Linked DNA regions of Zea mays: region 2 is linked to region 1. The links are chromatin contacts, called in public Hi-C maps. All regions are on one chromosome and are shown on one strand. Each heading gives the region's core, a stretch centred on a gene start, on an enhancer-like site or on the middle of the called end of the contact. The rest is flanking DNA. Distances are from core to core; before and after follow the strand shown. Region 1 holds the start of LOC100277025. Region 2 holds the start of LOC103628968 (pentatricopeptide repeat-containing protein At1g19720).

Region 1 (2,771 bases), core at 94-2,593:
CGCCCTGTCCTCACAGTGTTGAAGTTAGTTTGGACTGTTTCGATCGCCTTCTCCATCTTTTCTTTCTGAAGACACATACGGGCAGCTAGTTAAAACAAGAGGCACAAAACCTGACCAGGCAAAAGGGGGCTTCCCAATAGAGGGTACACTGTAACATACAGCTTGGTCTTCGATGAGGGATTTCTCCGCTTCAATTTCTTCAATAGTGGCATGCGTCAGAACTGCTCTGATAACATGAGAATGACAAGCTATTGATGACGGTCCATAATGATACGGGGTAAACACCTATATCTGTAACCACTCGCCTCTTGTCCGAGTGTCCAAGAACCAGTCGCCTAGCAGCAAAGTCCACTGGTCCATCCTGAAGTTTTCTCGCAAAGTTCGTAGAGGAGCAAATCGTGACGGACTGCTTTGGTAAACAACCACAGCCTGTAAAAGTAGGACATCTGCTGTCAAGAGTTTGCCACACTATTGTTTTTGTTTTCATGGAAAACACTATTAATTGAATGTATGTCTATCTCTACTACTATAAAGCACAAGTTTTCACCGTTCCACCATCGTTGTGCATCATCTGAACCCCCACATTTAAATGGTAAAAAGCTAAAATTATACACAAATACGGATTTGAACTTGACTGTAAACCCACATTTTAGTCCGCCTAGCCAACAGAATGCACATATCTTTATGTTTTATACTCTATATTTAAAGAGTAAATGAAAAACATAGCAACCTATTGGAACCTAACTAGAAACTAGTAGACCATAACTGAGCACATTTCGGGCGAACTACAATCCACGACAGATCTGACTAGCGCCCTGTTTCACAATCTGGTGGAAAAGCTTAGCGAGTGTCAATTGTATTATGGCACTATCAGACGGCATTATCCCCTAAACTTAGAGGATAAAGCCGGAGTTTGTTTCCATCATCTAAACCCCCCAAAATTGCAAGGAAATCTGTTCGTGCAGTGCGAATGGCAGGCGAGCACATGACCTAACTAGAGGTACCCAGTGTTTGGCTCATTGGTCATTGCCGAAACAATCCCGCGCAATCTGCGGGGGGCGAGGAGAGGAGGAGGGACGGACCTGAGCGCTGGGGGAGGCTGCGCGAGAGGGCGCGTAGCGGGGAGGAGACCGCCGCGGGGGAGACGGCGTGGAGCGCCATGCGAGCTGGTGCAACGGTCGGTGGCTGAGGCTGACCAAGGGAGGGAAGGAGACGGGACGAGCGCGTGTGGATAAGAACGAAGGCCATATCAGCAGAAGTGGGCCAAGCTAGGCCGTTTGGGCCATTTCTGATATAGGACGGACGACCCAGCCCATAAAAGACCACGCCCGCCCAGGCCCACCAGGCGGCCGATAACCTCATCGTCTCATCCTCTTCCTCCTCCCGTCCAAACGCAGCCGAAGAGGAAAGGAGAGAGAGAGGCGGCGAGGATGGGGCGGAAGCGGAAGGAGCTGCTGTCGTCGGCTCCATGGAGGACGGGGGAGGCGGCGGAGGACGAGGACGCGGCAAGGATGAGCCGCGAGGGGAAGGTCAGCGTCACCAGCAACCCCGGGGAGACGCCCACCATGAGCATGCCCCGGAGCAAGCGCCAGGACCTCGACCTCACCGTCGACGACTTCGAGGAGGACGAGATCGACCCTGAGCTGCGCTACTCCTTCCAGCGGAACAGCAGGGTACCGTATACGCCCGACCGACCCGTCATCGCTTTTTTTTTTGTTCGCATTGATTGCCCCTGCTCCTGCTCGACGGATTGTTAGGTTGATTGTTAGGTCCCTCGCCGTTTTGCGGGGATTGTTACCCTGTCCCTGGAACACGCTGCCAGGTTCAGAATCCTTATACTTGTGTAGGAAATGTACCCGTGTTCTGTGTGTTGTTGGATATTGGATTGCATTGGCTAAAAAACGAATTAAAAAATGTACCAGGTCACCGATAACAGCATTGGCAGTTTGTAAAATTGCAGTTGTTGAAGGATAGGATTATGCTGATGTGTTACCTTCACGGTGCCAACCGTAACACATTGGGGAAAAGTGCACTAGATTCTCGAGAATAGCATTTACACTTGCTGAAGTAACCGTACATGTTAATGAAAAAGCGGTGTCCTGTAATGCACCGGGGCACCACTAGTGCTGGGTATGGATCGCAGTTAAACTCACACGTTGTTACTGATTTGTTCATTACAGCAGCTTCCAATCACCCTTGCTACCTGCACCATCATGAGAGCCTGAAATCGTGAATGCTGTTTTCGTGGGCCTGACAGTTTCAATTTCTTCCCAGTCCAACACACGTGGATTGAGCAAAAGCCATGAACAGATTAGGACCTGAAAGTCACTCAACACAGTTTATGCACCAGACACTTTGTGTGATACTGTGACGTGTAAGGTCCTGTTTGGAAGCAACCTAGTTTTTAAGAAACCAGTTTTTATTTTTTTAGCTAGGAGGGGCCAGCTTCTTGGTTTTTAAGAGACTGAGAATCTAATTTCTATAAACTTCCATAGCCTGAAATCAGACTAGGTCGTCCCAAACATGCCCTGAAACTTAGGGCCTGTTCGGGTGTTTCCAAACATGCCCTAAGTTTCATAGCCTGAAATCAGACTAGGTCGATAGCACAAGACTGCCGCTTGTCCGGTGCATCATGCCACTGCTTTCTATGACATGGTCCTTCATTCTTGTATCCGGCTCACCGCACTTAGCAAATTTAGTTCTTGGCTAGCACAAGTAATAAACGTCGTTTCACTTTTTGCTCAATCGTTTGACATTGAATTGGATGCTTT
Region 2 (2,771 bases), core at 94-2,593, 600 kb after region 1:
CCGCTACGGTAAGCAGTTCAAATTTTTATCGTTTGACTCAGTAGAAATTATTCTTGCTAGGTGCAAAATTGTGGGAGCTCTGCAAAACACTGCCATTTTTTAATAATCGTCTAGTAAGACTTCACGATAAAAAAGCCCTGCTCAGCCGACCCATCGACAGTTCGACACTCCGCATACTGGTACATCCTAAGAAAAAAAATTATTGATTTTTAAAGAAAATTAGGATAATTTGGAGGCAGAGAATATTTTTCTTGGCGATTTTTTCTGCCTGTTTTTATCCCCGTGCGTAGGGATGGCAATGGGTCGGGTTCGGATCGGGTATGGTAAATATCCGCTCGTGACAATACCCGCGGGTATTACTCATACCCGCCCGCGACTATACCCGCGGATAGGATTTTGTACCCGTGCCCGTACCCATCGGGTATCAGGCGGGTATCGGATACCCGCGGGTATAATTACACTCCACATAAATTAAACACATGGTTGACAATATACAAGGTAGAAAAAAACAAGACATAATAAATCTGATTATTGTTACAGAAGCAAGCCTGGACAGCAACACATGATTTTCTTTGGAGTTTCTTTGGAGTTTGGACAACAACTTGGACAACAACACATGATTTGAGTCAGTCCGCCGTGAAGCCTCTGCAACAATTGGAGTCAGTCCGCCGTGAAGCCTCTGCAACAATTGGTAGCGGCTCCCAGTGCGCAGACAGCAAACGGCACGCACGGACAGCAGGGACGCCGGACGCAAGGACGCCCGCACTCGCCTGGTCGCTTCGCCTGGACGCAGGGACGCCAGCATGGGCAGCAGGGACGCCCGCACTCGCCTGGTCACCTCGCCTCGCCTGGTCACCTCGCCTGGATCTCGCTCCTCGCTGGCGGAGTGGCGATGGCGGGTGGCGGCCAGGTAGCTGGGCAGCCGAGCAGGGACGCAGCCAGCCAACCACGCAGGCGACAGTGCGGCACCGCGGCAGGGTCGACGCCGGCGAGGAGCAGGAGCGCTGGAGCAGTTTCTGCTTTCTGGCGGCTATGCGTGACTGCCTGAGGTGAGACCGTGAGAGAGAAACTAGGGTTCCTGGGTGATTGAATAAAGGATATTGGGCTGGGCCGGCCGATTTCAGGTGGGCTGAAAAAATGGAAACTGAAAATTTCAGATATCCGCCGGTACCTGCGGGTAAAATATTAAACCCGTACCCGACCCGATTTTATCACGGGTTGGGTATGGGTAAGACCCGCGAGTTAAATTTTGTATCCGAATCTGAAATCGGCGGGTCGGATATCCGTGGATACCCGAACCGGTGAGTAAAATTGCCATCCCTACCCCTGCGGCGCATTGCATCGTTGTTGACTTCTTATCCGGTCGCCTCTATCTCACTTTAGCCACACTTGTTCGTCGGAACGAAGCCCAACTCTATCTCCCCACTCCTACCGGCCTGCAGCTGTTTGCGAGGCAAGCGTGTCTTCTGCGCGCGCGACGGACGGCGCGAGGGCAAGCAGCGCCTCCGTGTTCCGCCCGTGCGAAGGGAGGGGAACGAGAGCTCCGGCGGCGGCCCCCGCCTCGCCCCATGTCTGTGCCTCTCGTCGGGTTGGCTGATACCCCTATCCCAACATCTTCTTCCCTCCCATTCCCATGGAGCTCCTCCCGGCTCCCTTTCCCTCTTTCCTCCCTAGACCCCACCAACTGCCTCTTTCCAGACCCTGCCATGGCCGCCTCCAAGAGCCCATCACGGCTGCTTTCGCGCAGGCTCCTCCCCTCGCGCTCCCCTTCCAAGAAGCAACTAGAAGAAGCAGCAGCTCCCATACCCCACGCCCAAGTACCCGTCCGTGCCCCCCCGCCCAGAGACCAACAACAACTCACCCGCTGCCGCCGCCGCTGCCGCCTGGCCCTTCCCCTTCCTCCGGCAGCACTGGCAGTGAGCGCCTGATTGTTTCCGAGACGAAGCTCATCACGGTGCACTCCTGCGCTGGGCGCCTAGGGGACGCTCGCAAGGTGTTCGAAGGAATGGCGTGCAGGGACCTGCTCGCCTGGTCGGCCATGATCGGTGCCTACGCCATCAGGGGCCTGTACGAGGAGGTCGTCGCGCTCGCGGTGGCCATGGTCAGGGAAGGGGTCATCCCGGACAGGTTCCTGATCACCCGGATTCTACAGGCCTGTGCGTACACAGAGGACCTGGAGCTCGGGACGGCGATGCATTCCCTGGCGATCCGGAGAGGTTTCATGGCGGAGGGAGCGAGGGACGTGCCCGTGGGGAACTCGGTGCTGGCCATGTACGTCAAGTGCGGAGAGTTGGGCCGTGCGCGCGCCGCGTTCGACATGATGGGGCAGCGGGACCTGTGCACGTGGAACTCGATGATCTTCGGGTGCTGCCGCTCCAACGAATGGGAAGAGGCACGGAGGCTGCTCGACGATATGAGGCGCCAAGGTACAGAGCCTGGGCTTGTCACATGGAACACGCTGGTTTCGAGCTACGCGAGGTCTGGGGAACTTGATGTGGCCATGGAGATGCTGGAGCAGATGGAGGAGTCCGGTGTTGCTCCGGACGTCGTCACCTGGACTAGCCTTGTGTCTGGTTTTGTCCACGGTGATAGGGGTGGCGAAGCACTTTGGTGTTTCGCGCGCATGCGCCTTGCTGGAGTCGAACCAAACGGCATGACAATTGCGAGTGCCATCTCAGCTTGTGCTAGTTTGCGGTTGCTGAGTCAGGGCATGGAGCTCCATTGCCACGCAATTAAGGTTGGGAGTGTGAACAATGTGCTCTCGGGGAACT

The links. A called contact is a pair of places that touch in the nucleus more often than the background predicts.
Region 2: a contact with region 1 is called in a Hi-C map of ear, with 1.9 times the contacts expected there. The contact joins the promoter of LOC103628968 here to the promoter of LOC100277025 in region 1. A contact is called at or near these places in 3 of 25 Hi-C or Micro-C datasets (ear, endosperm and leaf).

The regions. Positions count from the first base shown.
Region 1 is chr6:8,470,392-8,473,162 of Zm-B73-REFERENCE-NAM-5.0, forward strand. LOC100277025 reads left to right here and starts at 1,344. Exons shown (of 3, transcript NM_001150698.2): 1 at 1,344-1,673. The coding sequence starts at 1,431. It overlaps LOC100217177 (Ribosome-recycling factor chloroplastic), which reads right to left and starts at 1,178. Exons shown (of 12, transcript NM_001143538.1): 1 at 1,083-1,178; 2 at 306-429; 3 at 160-226; 4 at 1-65. The coding sequence starts at 1,161.
Region 2 is chr6:9,068,120-9,070,890 of Zm-B73-REFERENCE-NAM-5.0, forward strand. LOC103628968 (pentatricopeptide repeat-containing protein At1g19720) reads left to right here and starts at 1,344. Exons shown (of 4, transcript XM_008650164.4): 1 at 1,344-2,771. The coding sequence starts at 1,634.